2 separate regions of the Sus scrofa genome follow, and region 2 is linked to region 1. The links are chromatin contacts, called in public HiChIP or PLAC-seq maps. All regions are on one chromosome and are shown on one strand. The core of a region is the stretch at or near the end of the contact, and the rest is flanking DNA. Distances in the headings are between cores, read along the strand shown. Region 1 holds the start of AQP3 (aquaporin 3 (Gill blood group)). Region 2 holds the start of AQP7 (aquaporin 7).

Evidence for each region. HiChIP or PLAC-seq counts read pairs in DNA pulled down with a chosen protein or histone mark.
Region 2: a contact with region 1 is called in an H3K27ac HiChIP or PLAC-seq map of skeletal muscle. The contact joins the promoter of AQP7 here to the promoter of AQP3 in region 1. A contact is called at or near these places in 3 of 5 promoter capture datasets (fetal skeletal muscle and liver), 7 of 47 Hi-C or Micro-C datasets (alveolar macrophages, embryonic fibroblasts, epiblast stem cells and 2 more) and 1 of 2 datasets of contacts at active chromatin or transcription factors (skeletal muscle).

Annotation. Positions count from the first base shown.
Region 1 is chr10:33,041,228-33,047,862 of Sscrofa11.1, reverse strand. It overlaps AQP3 (aquaporin 3 (Gill blood group)), which reads right to left and starts at 2,489. Exons shown (of 6, transcript NM_001110172.1): 1 at 2,381-2,489. The coding sequence starts at 2,488.
Region 2 is chr10:33,096,425-33,103,059 of Sscrofa11.1, reverse strand. It overlaps AQP7 (aquaporin 7), which reads right to left and starts at 3,876. Exons shown (of 8, transcript NM_001113438.1): 1 at 3,856-3,876; 2 at 2,693-2,743. The coding sequence starts at 2,718.

The DNA of each region.
Region 1 (6,635 bases), core at 1,240-3,739:
AGAAAGAGATCTTAGGGGCTTCTCTCACTATTCATAGTCCAGGACCCCCAGCGCAGTGGACGTGGGGAGATTGGTTCTAAGCTTCCTGCCAGAAATGGGATTCAAGGGGACTAAGGTCCCCCATGTCCTGCAAGCCTAGGAGGGGCTGGATATCTGTTCCTCTTGTTTGAATGCAAATATGCTTTGGTACCACCTGTAAAGAGCTATTGTTCTGAGCTCCCCAGTGCCCCCCAAAGCTGCTCCAGCCCTGCCCTGGCTCTCCTCTCCCACCTCACCATAACTGAAGTGTTTATGCTGACCTATCAGAAATTTTCCAAGACCTGTGCTAAGGACCCTTGTCCTTTCTGATGGGTCAGTGTCCCATTGTACTGGATTGTTAAGCATTTTGATTATCCTCCTTCAGGAGGACCAAGAGATAGTGGGGAAGCCAGCGGGTGGTGATGCAGGGCAAAGGTGTACAAGCAGGTGAGAGCAAAGATCAGAGATTGTAAGTGTGTGTGTGTGTGTGTGTGTGTGTGTGTGTGTGTGTGTGTGTTAGAACAGGCACGTGAGGGTCTGGGGCACCCTGCCTGGCTTGGCAGGCCCTGGCCTCGGCTCCTTGCCCATCTGAGGCCCAAACCTGGCTCCATCCCAGGAGGGCTTGGAGGGGGAAGCTGTCAGAGCCAGTTCCACCACCTTGGGACTAATCTTCCTCTTCCTCCCCGCTCCTTCTCGTCTCCTCACCTTACAAGGGACCCCAGAGAAAGAGGCTTCCCGCTCCCTAAACCCAGCCCTCTTTCTGCCACTGTAGGCTCTAGGGCCCCAGCCCACAGAGGTATGCAGGCCAGCCCTCACCCACCACTCGGGGGTCTCCCAGCCTGGTCCCTCCTCCTTGGGCACGGACATCCAGTGCCTCACAAGCACCTGAGCCTGGAAGCCTTCAAAAAGGTAACACCCTCCTTCTGTGGTCAGGGATAATAAGCCAAATGCTCCTAGGGCTCAGCAGGAGGCCTGACTGCTCCTTTGCAGGAGTGGGGATGGGGAGGCGGGGCTGAGACTTGGGTGGCAGTTGGGAGGCCCTTCTGTGAAGGGAAGACAGCTTCCCCTGTCCTTACTGCTCTCAAACAGGGCTGGACCCTAAATCAGAGAGGGCGTGGGGGACACAAGGCTCTGGGGGAGGAGGTGTTAAGCACCTGCCCGCCCACCCCACCCCCACTTCCTAGCACAGGAGAGAGAAGGGATGACTGGCAGGACCATGAGCTGGGGAGGGGCTGTTGATAATTACCCTGCCTGGCTTCCCCCCTTCCTGTTCCTGGAAGCCAGAGAGTCTCAGCCCTCCTCTCCCCATGAAACCTTGTGGGGTGGGCTACCCAGCCCTACTTGTCCCTGGTTCCTCTTCCTAGTCCCCAGGGAGCTGGCTGGTCTGTCTTACCTAGGGCTGGGACTGGGACACGAGCAGGGTACTAACTGAACCCAGAAGTAACCCAGAGAAAAACAGGTGTAACCACAAGAGTGGCTGAAAATCAGAGAGTAACTGGGACAGGAAATGGAGCCCCATAACTGGTGTGTCCTCCAGACCCAAGAAATGCAAACAGAGTCGCCCCGGAACAACCCAGAGCATAACTGGCGTAACCAGGGAATAATTGGGATGGGGAATAACTGGGGTAGGGAAGTGTCCCTCTCAGAGAACCCCCAGAGTAACTGAGATGCTTCTGCACAGAGGCTGACAGCATCTGTCAGGGTAACTGACCAGGTCTAGGAGTCGCTGAGCACTAGGGGTCAAACTTTAATGACACCATGTCTTCTGTGCCTGAGGCAAGGCTGCCTTCCACTGTCTCCTATCTTCAGGATCCTCCTTACTTCCCTCTCTGCTGTGTGCTGTGTGGCTCCCGCCCTCTGCCCCCAGCCCCCGTGGCAAACTGTCCTCACGTCAGAGGAACTTTTGGACTTTCTGAGGCTTAATTATTCATTAAAAGCCAGGCATCCCAGACCCAAATAACCTAATGGGACCCATTTGTCACAGCTCCCATTACCTCTCAGGTCTGGGACTCTGGAAACCTGGGGAACTGTGGGAGCCAGAAAGGGCTGGAGGTCCCAAGCTGCAGAGTGACCCTCCCTCAGCCTGTGGGATAGGTTCCTGTGAGAGGGTAAGCTATCAGAACTGTCACTGGGGCATAACAGCTGTCATTCTGGCAAGAGTCAGAGCTGTCATAGACGGGGTTACAGCTATGGGTGAAGAGTACTCTGGAAGGGGTGAAGTTTGCCGCGGGGTTGGGGAGGGTCGATCAGAGCTGGGAGAGGAATCGGGGCTGTCTTAAAAAACACAGCTCCTCCTGTGCACAGCGGGACCGGGACTTGTGGGTCTGGAGGCAGAAGGGCTTCTCTGGGTCCCTCCACTCACCACGAGGATAAGGGTCCCCAGGCACTCAGCCAGTGCCTGGCGAAGCAGCCGGTAGCGGATATGGAGCATCTCCCCGCAGCGGGTCACCAGCTCCTTCTGTCGACCCATGGCAGGGGCAGGCGGCGGCGCTGTCAGAAGGCGGGTGGCGTCAGGCGCGGCAGCAGTGGCGGCCAGCACCGGGTGGCGCCCTTTATAGCAGCGCTGCGGCTCGCGCCCCGCCCAGCCGCGCGCCTGCCGCAGGAGTTGGGGGGCCGCCCCCTCGGCTCGCCTAGGGGCTAGAGGCGAAGCTGGATTGGAGGAAAGCTAATGAGGGAGGTAGGGGTATGGGGCGTGAGGAGACTTTGGGGGGAGGATTGGCCCCGGGAGGGCGATTAGGGGAGGAAGTGCCTGGAGCTTGAGACCCGTTTGCGGGATTGCTGAGTCTGAGAGCGGAGGGTGGAGTGTAGACATGTGCAGGACCAGGGCCGGAGGGATTGGAACTGCCAAAGAGACCTGCTTGGCTGGCCTACTGTGAACCTCGCTGCCGTCCCTGCTAAGGTGGCAGTGAGAAGAGACAGGACAGGAAGGAAAAGAGCTGGCTCCAGCTCTCCAGGACTCCTGGACCCAGCATGTCAATCAGAGGCCTGGAGGGAGGAGGCTGTGGTCCCCAAGGGAGAAGAGACCCTCTCATAGTCCAGATGGGAACACATGTGCAAGTGTTGAGTTCCAGCCAGAGTCCATGGGCCCTTGCTCCTTGTGCTATTAGTACACGTCCTGACCAACTGGATTCTCAGCTGTTTCCACACATGATGTCTGTTCTGTGTGTCTGACCACCCGTTCTGGGTATCTTTCATGGCTGCACACACATGCCTGTTAAACATGGCTGGGCTTGGAGTTCCCATCGTGGTGCAGTGGTTGACAAATCTGACTGGGAACCATGAGATTGCGGGTTTGATCCCTGGCCTTGTTCAGTGGGTTAAGGATCTGGCATTGCCGTGAAGTGTGGTGTAGGTCGCTGATGCAGCTCAGATTCCGAGTTGCTGTGGAGTAGTCCAGCAGCTACAACGCAGATTAGATCCCTAGCCTGGGAACCTCCGTATGCCGCCGGGCCCTAGAAAAGGCAAAAAAAAAAAAACATGGCTGGGCTGACAGAGCTTGACAACCATCTACCTCCATGCATTTTGCACATGGCTCCAGAGCCTGAGCTGCAGTTGTCCTGACATGCCACATGCCACATTCTTGCCAGCAGGGTGAGTCCCAGCTGTTTTTAACCCTCCCCACTCCCACTCTAGCTGATCCCTGGCCAGGGGTAATTCTGTCCTTTTAAGAGATTAAGCTGGCTGAACTGGAGGGATGTCTGTCCCACCTGAGGGAGGGCATGGGGCAACCCTGCTCCCTAGGCTGCATCTAATAATTGGGAAACAGGTCTGGTCACTTGGGCCCTACTCCCTCAGGACTGGGGCAAATATGCCCTCACCCCAGTCTCTATTGGCAGCATTGCCAGGGGAGACCACATCTTCCACAGGGACTTAATCCAGGTGGGCTAAGGGCCCTGGGGATTTGTTTCTTTTCTTTTTTTTTTTTTTTTTTTTTGTCTTTTTGCCATTTATTGGGCCGCTCCCGCGGCATATGGAATGTTCCCAGGCTAGGGGTTGAATCGGAGCTGTAGCCACCAGCCTACGCCAGAGCCACAGCAACGCGGGATCCGAGCCGTGTCTGTGACCTACACCACAGCTCACGGCAACGCCGGATCGTTAACCCACTGAGCAAGGGCAGGGACCGAACCCGCAACCTCATGGTTCCTAGTCGGATTCGTTAACCACTGCGCCACGACAGGAACTCCCGGGATTTGTTTCTTAAGGAACCGCTGTCAGAAATGAGGGCTCCAGGAATTCCCATCATGGCTGAGCAAAATGAATCCAACTAGTATCCATGAGGATGCAGGTTTGATCCCTGGCCTTGCTCAGTATGTTGAGGATCCGGTGTTGCCATGAGCTGTGTTGTGGGTCGCAGACATGGCTTGGATCCTGGGTTGCTGTGGCTGTGGCATAGGCTGGCAGCTGTAGCTCTGACTCTACTACTAGCCTGAGAACTTCCATATGCCTCAGTGTGGCCTTAAGAGGCAAAAAAAGAAAAGAAAAAGAAATGAGGGCTCCTGGAGTTCCTGTTGTGGCTCACTGGTAATGAACCTGACTAGTATCCATGAGGATGTGGGTTCAATCCGTGGCCCCACTCAGTGGGAGGTAGTTTGCAGACACAGCTTGGATCTGGCATTGCTGTGGCTGTGGCATAGCCTGGCAGCTGCAGCTCTGATTCGCCTCTAGCCTGGGAACTTCTGTATGCCGCACCTGTGGCCCTAAAAAGAAAAAGAAAAATAAGAAATGAGGACTCCATTTTTTGGTCGCTTGGGCCCTTCTCCCTCAGGACTGAGGAAAATATACCCTCACCCCAGTCTCTGTGGCAGCATTGCCAGGGAAGAGCACATCTTCCACAGGGACTTAATCCAGGTGGTGACTCATGCCCAAAGAGATGGGGTTTAGTAACATACATAGGGTAGATTCACACACATGCACCTGCAGGTGTGCTCACACACACATCACCCTGAGGCTGGCAGCCACACTCGCCTGTTAATGCTGAGCTTTGTTCATGTGGTCCTAGGATCCCATTTCCATGAGAGCCAGGCCATGGGCTCACACATACATGTCACCCCTACATTCGAGGTCTCCCATGACCTTTGACACAGAAGCACCCCACCCCCTGTCCCCTCAAGGGCTGGGAGGCCCCGTGGTGAATCAGGGAGCCATCACTGAGTGCCTGCCCTTGGCCCCAGTGCTTGTCTGTGACTCAAGACAGAACCCTAGACTCCTGGTGCCAGAGCCCAGCCTGCGGGAAATGGGGAACACCCCCACCATACTGCCCTCTTTACCCCCCACCCCTTTTATGCTTCTCAGCCCCTCATTGCCTTTGGGGTGGCTGCAGAGCAGCCCAGAGCAGGAGCTGGCATAGGGGCTCTGCAACACTGAAAGAATGTGGGGAGCCCCAGCCCATAGCACCCTGTCCTCATTCTGCCCAATCCTGTGCCTTCCATTAGCCAAGCCTAGTCTGGAAACCAGAGCAGGGGAGAGAGACAGGGGCAGCTCTGCCATCAGCAGGCTCATGCATATACCCCTACCCCATACACACAGGTGTCTGCATTCACTTCACGTAGGTGTTCATATATGCAGCACTCAGAGGGAGTAGGTCACACACACAGTCGTAGATTTGTGTATCTTGTTCACATTAAGTAGCATTTATTTACACATGTGCACCTACACGTACTCACACATGTGCGTGTGCGTGTGTGTGTGTGTGTGCTTAATCCCAGGGCTGTCTCACCATAGAGCATCTTTGTGACACCCCCCCACCCACCCCCACAGTGGATGCAGCCCCATGCCAAGGCACATGGATTGGCAGGTGGAGCAAAAGCTGATTCCCAGTGCCCCCTGGCCCCAAATCAAGGTCCAACCTTCAGGACCATGACCGTATCTACTTCCACTTGCTCCTGTCTGTAACCAGTGCGTACACACATGTTCATACATGTACACACCGTGAACATTGGGATGGGTTAGGGTTGAAGCTGAGAAGGTACAGGTAGGGCTTTATGTTTCTTAGTGGGCCTGAGAGGACCTTTCCCAGAGGAGGGGGAAGGATGCCATGCCTTCCAAAGATCCCCTATTCCTGTCAGCCTCCTCGGGTCATCTGGGATTAAGAGGGGTCAGGGCCTAAGGATGCTTGTCCAGAGGTGCTGGGCTGGCCTGAGTTTGGGGGCAGAAGCAGGACCTCCTTGCACAACTAAATGCTGACAATGGGGTGGAGGTGGGGGTGGGGGCGCATTCTCATTGTAGTCAGTGTGAATGGCGCCCCCTGGAGCAAAAGACAGAGGAAGCCGGGCCTCACAGAAGGGGCCTGAGCTTGGTGAGGCAGGCCCTGCCCCTGAGTCACAGAGCTTACCCAGAGCCCTCTGGGCTCCCTCCTGTGCCTTAGGAAGAAGAGCCAGGGCCAAGCACAGCCTGGAAGCCAGTTTGCCCAGGAGCTCCGGGAGAAGGCAGATGAGGAGGCCCCACCTCCTCCCAAGGCATCTTTAGCAAGGTCTGTGTCTCACTCAGGCAGGAGGGCTGAGAGCAGGAGGGCTGAGCCCAGGAAGGGGCCTCTACAGCCCATCCGCCCTGTGGGAGGCCGTGACTCCCTGAGGTCAGAGCTGGGGGAGTGGGTTCCCAGGCTAGGGTAGGGCTGAAGA
Region 2 (6,635 bases), core at 2,627-5,126, 54 kb before region 1:
GAGGTAGAGGTGCCCGGATGGTTCAAGGACTCCCATCCAACTGAAGCTTCAGTGCAGTATCCTGCAAGAGTCATCTTGCCCCTAGCACCAGCTTCCTTAGCCCTGAAGAAGAGTCCAAGGCAGGCAGGAATCCAAGAACCGTCCTGGGAAGGTACCAAGAGGCAGAGGAGAGGTGGACAAAGAAGGAAGTCAGAGACACTGAGAGAGCTCTGGAACCCTGGCCCCTTCTCCCTCACCACACAGTAGGCAGGATACAGTAAGTGACAAATAACTAATGAACCAAAGATTTATTGAATGCCTAGCACACCTACTATGTTCAGGCTCCGTGGTAAAGAACACTGGCCTGGTCCCTGCTCTTAGGAAGACAAACAATTAACTAAGCAATCCCAACAGTGTGAGGAGTGTGGCCACAAGTGAGGAGCAGGCACTGTGTGTTTGCAGGGAGGAAGCAGACGACCCAGAGGCGGGAGTAGGAGGCTCTTCCAGAGGAGGGAAATTGTAGGTCAAAACAGAAGACTGGCCAGATGGAGGAGCATCGGGGAGCCCAGGGAAAGTTCTGGGCTGAGGAATGGCTTGGACAAAGGCTTGCAGCTCTGACAACATGTGATGTGTAGAGGAATTCTTCAAGGATGGGCCGCAGAGAGAGGGGAGAAGGTGACTCGAGATGGGCAGAGAGGGGCAGACAGCCTCATGGTCCACACTGAGGAGTCCCACATCAACCCAGAGGGCCATGGGGTGGAGGATTTACACAGGAGTACTGCCTCCTCTTTGGAGGCTGGAATGAAGGAGCAGAAGTGGAAGCGAGGTGAGCAATCAGACGGGCTGAGAGGTAACAGCAGCCTGAGCCATGAAGGTGCAGTGAGGTGGCTAGAGGAAGAGAGTCACACTAAAAGACGTGGTATCTTATTAGAGAGGAGGATGGAGAGGGACGGGACAGGGATGACCCCAGGCTCTGGCTAGAGCAGCACCATGGCCTACATGAGGCACAGGAGAGAAGCTTCAGGCTTAGGCAGGAAGATGAGGAGTCCCCTTCTGGGTGTGGTGAGTTTGAGGAGTCCGATAGTCAGCTAAGTGGAGGTGACCAGTAAGGAGGCTGCTGGTCACGAGGTCTTGCTTAGAGATGCACATCTGGAGGAGTTTCCATTGTGGTGCAGCAGAAACGAATCTGACTAGGAACCGTGGGGTTGCAGATTCGATCCCTGGCCTCGCTCAGTGGGTTAAGGATCCGGCATTGCTGTGAGCTGTGCTGTAGGTCGCAGACACAGCTTGGATCTGGCGTTGCTGTGGCTCTGGCATAGGCCGGCAGCTGTAGCTCCGATTCAGTCCCTAGCCTGGGAACCTCCATATGCTGCGTGTGCGGCCCTGAAAAGACAAAACACACACACACACACAAACAAAAGAACAAGGTCTTGGGAGTTCCAATTGGACCCCTAGCCTGGGAACCTCCATATGCCGTGGGTGTGGCCCTAAAAAGACAAGAGACAAAAAAAAAAAAAAGAACAAGGTCTTGACTTCTGGCTTGAGGAGTAGAGGAGAAATGGAGGGATCCTTGACTGAGCTCAGAGCACAGAAGGAGGAATGGGCTTGGGGGAGTGGATATGGCTGTTTTCAGCTGGGACTGAGAGAGCTATGAGACCCAATAGGACTTTTTTTGTGTGTCTTTTTAGGGCCACATGTGTGGCATATGGAAGTTCCCAGGCTAGGGGTTGAATCAAAGCTGCAGCCACTGGCCTACACCACAGCCACAGCAACTCCAGGTTCTGTGACCTACACCTCAGCTTGCGGCAATGCCGGATCCTTAACCCACTGAGAGAGGCCAGGGATTGAACCCACACTTTCATAGATACTAGTTAGATTCTTAACCCGCTGAGCCACAGCAGGAACTCCCCCAGTGGGTCTTTGGAAACAGGATCTAAAGCCCAGGAGAGAGCCAGGGCAGAGACAGCAATGTCATCAGCACAGAGGGGTACCCATTCATTCTCCAAGAGTACAGACAAATATCCCTGCCTGTGTGCAGCTAGCTGACAGTGATGAAATGTAGTAAGAATGTACATTTGTCTAAAAGAGGGTAGTGCATCCTATGGGAAAGATGGAGCAAGGAAAAGCGGGGTGGGGGGGCGGTTTTGAATGAGGCGGTCTGGGTGAGCCTCATTGAGAAGGTGGCATTTGAGCAAAGAAAGACAAGAAGGGGCTGAGGGAGTGAGCCATCTGGGTGACTGTAAGAAGACTATTTTAGGCAGAGGGGACAGTCACTGAAGGACTCTGAGCGTGAGTAAAGGAAAGGAAAGGAGGTTATTGTGACTGGAATGGGGAGGGTGGGGTGGGGGAATGTCAGAGAGGGAATGGGCATTAAATAGGCAGGGCCTTGGCCATTGCAAGCCTTCACCCCAAAGAGACATGAGCCGTCCAGGGTGTGAGGCAGTGAGTTCAGTTCAATTGAGAACAACCTACATGGGGCAGCTGGAACCCACTGGCCAACCCCAACCCTCATCCAGGTCTTTCTGAGCTTTCCCTCTTGGTGCAGGCGGGAGTGGCCCTTCTTCTGGGCCCCGTGGTCTGGTGGGGGTGGGAAGGAAGGAGTCTGGGAGGGTCAGCCTCCATGAGGGAGAGGGAGAGAGTGGGGCGGGGGCCTCTGGGAGTGTGCTGAGTGGGGGACAGGAGGCTGGGGTAGGGGAATGGGTGGGATGCTTACCGCCTCTTCCTGTCTCTTTCAGTCATATTCTGTCTTTGAGATTGTTAGATGCTGTGGACCCAAAAAGAGGTCACTAGGGCTTGAGGGATGACACAGAACTTGGCCCCTCATTCTCATCAGTTCTCAGCCCCCCGGGGAGAAGCCACAGGGAAAGCTCCTGCCAGTGCCAACCCCTCAACCCAGCCAAGCTGGCAGGGAGGGAGATGCAATGTGCTTCAGCCAATGGGGAGAGGCCCTGGGGCCCCACCCCTGACCCACACTGGCCTGAGGATCCCTGGGCCCTGGACCAGGCCCTGTGGAGGTCCTCCTGCCTTGGACAATGGAGATGCCCACAGCCTCCTCTCAGCAGCTCCACCCCCACATAGGTGGGTATTACTGCCTTTAGTCTAGCTTCACACTCTCTTGCTGCTGACTTAAACTGACCTTCCAGGACCTCTTCTACCCCTTCCTTGCACGCACACACACACACACACAGAGAGAGACACAAACACACAGGAGGGGTCCTGAAAATTCCTTTAGTCTATACTCCCACCTCAGAACAAAGTCTACCCTCTCACCATTCCTGAAAATTCCCTTTTATTCCCACTTTCCTCACAAATGAGAGCACAGAACTAACCCTGGAATCTCCTATCCTCCGTGTCCTGCTTGTGCTCTAGCCCAGTTCCCTCTAACTGCAGCCTAGGTTCACGTCCCAATCCCTGATTGCAGAAACCCCCTAGCCCCAGCCCTGGCCTCTCAGGACAGGACTCGGGGGGTGAAAACCTCTCCAGCGGCAAAGCCAGAAATCCACCCATCTCTCTGATCTGCATCCTTTCTGCTTTGGACCAGGGCCACCGGTCTCTACTCCTCATCCCACCCCACCCCCGGCTCTGTGGACAGCCCAGGCTCACACATCCTCCCAATCTCCGTTCCAGGGCTGGTGCTCCCGGCAGCCAATTTACAGGTAAGGAAACTGAATCCCAGAAAGTGTGACATATCCGTATGATGCAGCAACTCAGGACTAAACCAGAACAGACACCTAAGCCTTCAGCTCCCAGCTGGGGTTTCTTCCCCAGAGAGTCCTATGGTCCCCTCCTCCCCACAGGGTTTCCAGGGAATGGCACTCCCAGTCCCGGGGCCCCAGGGGAGACCCCTGTCCCAGCCTTGCCTGGGGACCAACTTACTCTGCTGAAGTGCCTTATGCTTCCAAGCTCAGCCTTGGGGGCTCCTTGTAAGTGAGCAGCCTTTAGTGAGCAACCTTTAGTGGCCTTGTTCAGCCATTGGTCAGCATTGCAGTGGGCCCTTCCCCCAGCAAGTGACAGTTAGTGAGTGACCGTTGGCCCCTCCCCCTCCCTTTCTCAGTATAAAAGGAGCCTGAATTCAGACTGAGGCAAGATGGTTTTTTGAGACACTAGTCTGCCATCTTCTCGGTCTGCTAGCTTTCCGATTAAAGTCGCTATTCCTTGCCCCAACAACTCATCTCTGAATTTATTGGCCTGTCCTGCGGCAGGCAGAGTGAACTTACAGCAGGTCTTGGTCTTGTTCCTCCGTGACTGTCTCAGGCTCTGGCTATGGCCCCCACTAGGGCTCCACAGTCCCGAGCCCACCTCTTAGTCCTCCTCCGGGTGGCCCTGAGCACTGCTCTGCTCCGCTCTGCTCTGCTCCTCCAGGGGAGAGGTCAGTGGGACAGGGATTTGGCCCATACCGCTTGAGCCAAATCCAGACACACTGCCCAAAATAGCATCCCTTTTCCTGCCAGCAGCACCATAGGGACAGGGTTCTGAAGCAGCCCTGTGAGGTCAGAGTGGAGCTCCAAGTGGGTGCACTGAGCCTCAGAGGGTGGGCCTGTGCTCCAAGCCAGGTGTCCATCCCAGAGCCAGAGGAACCCCTCTGAGGGCCCCAGACCTGGGGGAAGCCCCAGAGGCTCCTGAGGGCCCCCCAGGTAGGGAGAGCTGCACAGAATGGGGATTGGAGGTGGAAAGTTCTGGAGATCAACAACCAGGTTGAGGGGTTGGGGAGAAGACCCTGGATCAGTCCTAAGGAAACCCTCATCCCAAAGAAGGTAGGGGATGCTCAGGCCTTGGGCCCAGGGGTCGCACACTTGGAAAGGAAGAAAGCCACATAAGCCAGATTTGCAAGGAAACCTCAGTCTAAGAGGGGAGGTAGAAAGCCAAGCCTGGTTCTGGTTCTCTGAAGGTCCTTTGAGGGGGAGGAGAAAAAGCCTCATCCTCTAGGAGCCTCCATCTGAGTGGGGGAAGGGGGACCTAGGCCCCAGCCTCAGGAAAATGCCTCCCCTGGGAACAGCAAGCCAGGCCTCTGTGAAAGAGCTAAGAGGAACCAGAGTGTAAGGCTGAGGGTGGGGTGACCAAGGTGGGGTCAGGAGTAAGCCAGGGGATCAGCTGTCATCTGAGAGAACTTCTGGAGCCAGGGCATGGCTGAGCCTCCAAATGTGGGCCAGTTTGAGCTGTGAGCAGGTAACCTAGTGCTGAGACATGAGGGAGGGGGTGCTGGACTGCAGCATGTCAGGAGACCTGCCAGGTTGAGTAGTGGATGGTGGGCAGTGGGTCCAGGAAGCTTCTGAGGCGGCAGCCCCTGGGTTGTGGTGAGGTGATACAAGATTTGGTTGCAAAGCCAGCTCTGGGAATAGGATTGTCCTCTAGAGGGTGCCAGTAGACTGAGGCAGGTCTGGAGCTTGCATTGCCCAGGCCTCCTCCCCTGCTTGCCCACGTCCCCACCTCTACTTGCCTAGCAGGTCATTCTGCACAGTGAGGCAAGGTAGGCTGTCCAATCAGATACCATCCTTAAGAAACAAACTTAGAGTTCCCTGGTGGCTCAGTGTATTAAGGGTCAGCATTGCCACTGCTGTGACTTGGGTTTCTGCTGCGGTGAAGGTTCAGTCCCTGGCCTGGGAACTTCTGCAAGTTGCAGTTGCAGCCAACAAAACAAAATAAAAACAAGAAACAAACTCCTCTACTGCCACACCTTGGCTAAGGCTCTGCCTCTCACTCCCCTCTGCAGACTTGCCTTTGTTCCTTTCCTGTGTGCCCTGATGAGGTCAGGGTGAGGGAAGGGTCAGAAGTGGAGCTGGGGAGTTCCTGTTGTGGCTCAGTGGGTTACAAACCCAGCTGGTATCCATAAGGATGCAGGTTTGATCCCTGGCCTCACTCAGTGGGTTAAGGGTCCGGTGTTGCCGTGAGCTGTGGGTAGGTCATAGATGAGGCTCAGATTCGACCCCTAGCCTGAGAACTTCCATATGCTTTGGGTGTGGCCCTAAAAAACAAAACAAAAAGAGGCACAGGAAGGCCAGGGAGGCTCCTTTGCTGAGGACAGACTGGCCTTGGTGGGCTGGTGGAGGGAGGATGACCACAGCACTGAAGAAGTAGAGGCTGAGGAGGCAGAAAGTTCAACCACGGAGAGAAGAGAGGCTCTGAGGGGCTTCCAGGCTGGGCACTGGGGTCAGAGTTGGATCTAGACAGAGCCTAGGGTGATCTCCAGGGCCTATGGAGATGGTGTGGGCAGAGAGGAAATACCTATCTTTACCGAGGGGGCTCTGAGTAGGGTCACAAGATAAAATAGAAGATGTTCAGTTAATTTGAATTTCAGAGAAGCAGTATTTGCAATATTTGGGACATACTTACACTAAAAATTTACCCATTGTTTCTCTGAAATTCAAATTTAACTGAGTGTCCTAGCTCTGGTTTCAGTGAAGACCCCTCTTGAAGCTTTGCACACTTACCTGGTTTGAGTCCCAGCTAGGCATCAGATTCACAGCACAGCCTTGGCTCAGTCCCTGCCCCTCTGGAGTGGGGTTGGAAGATATGCAGTCCTCTCACCCCACTGCTTTTGGCATCCAGTCAGTGTCCAGGAAGGAGTCCTCCTGTGTTACAGTGGGTTAGGATCCAGTGTTGTCACTACAAGCAGTCAGATTGCTCCTGTGTAGCAGGTTCGATCTCTGGCCTGGAAA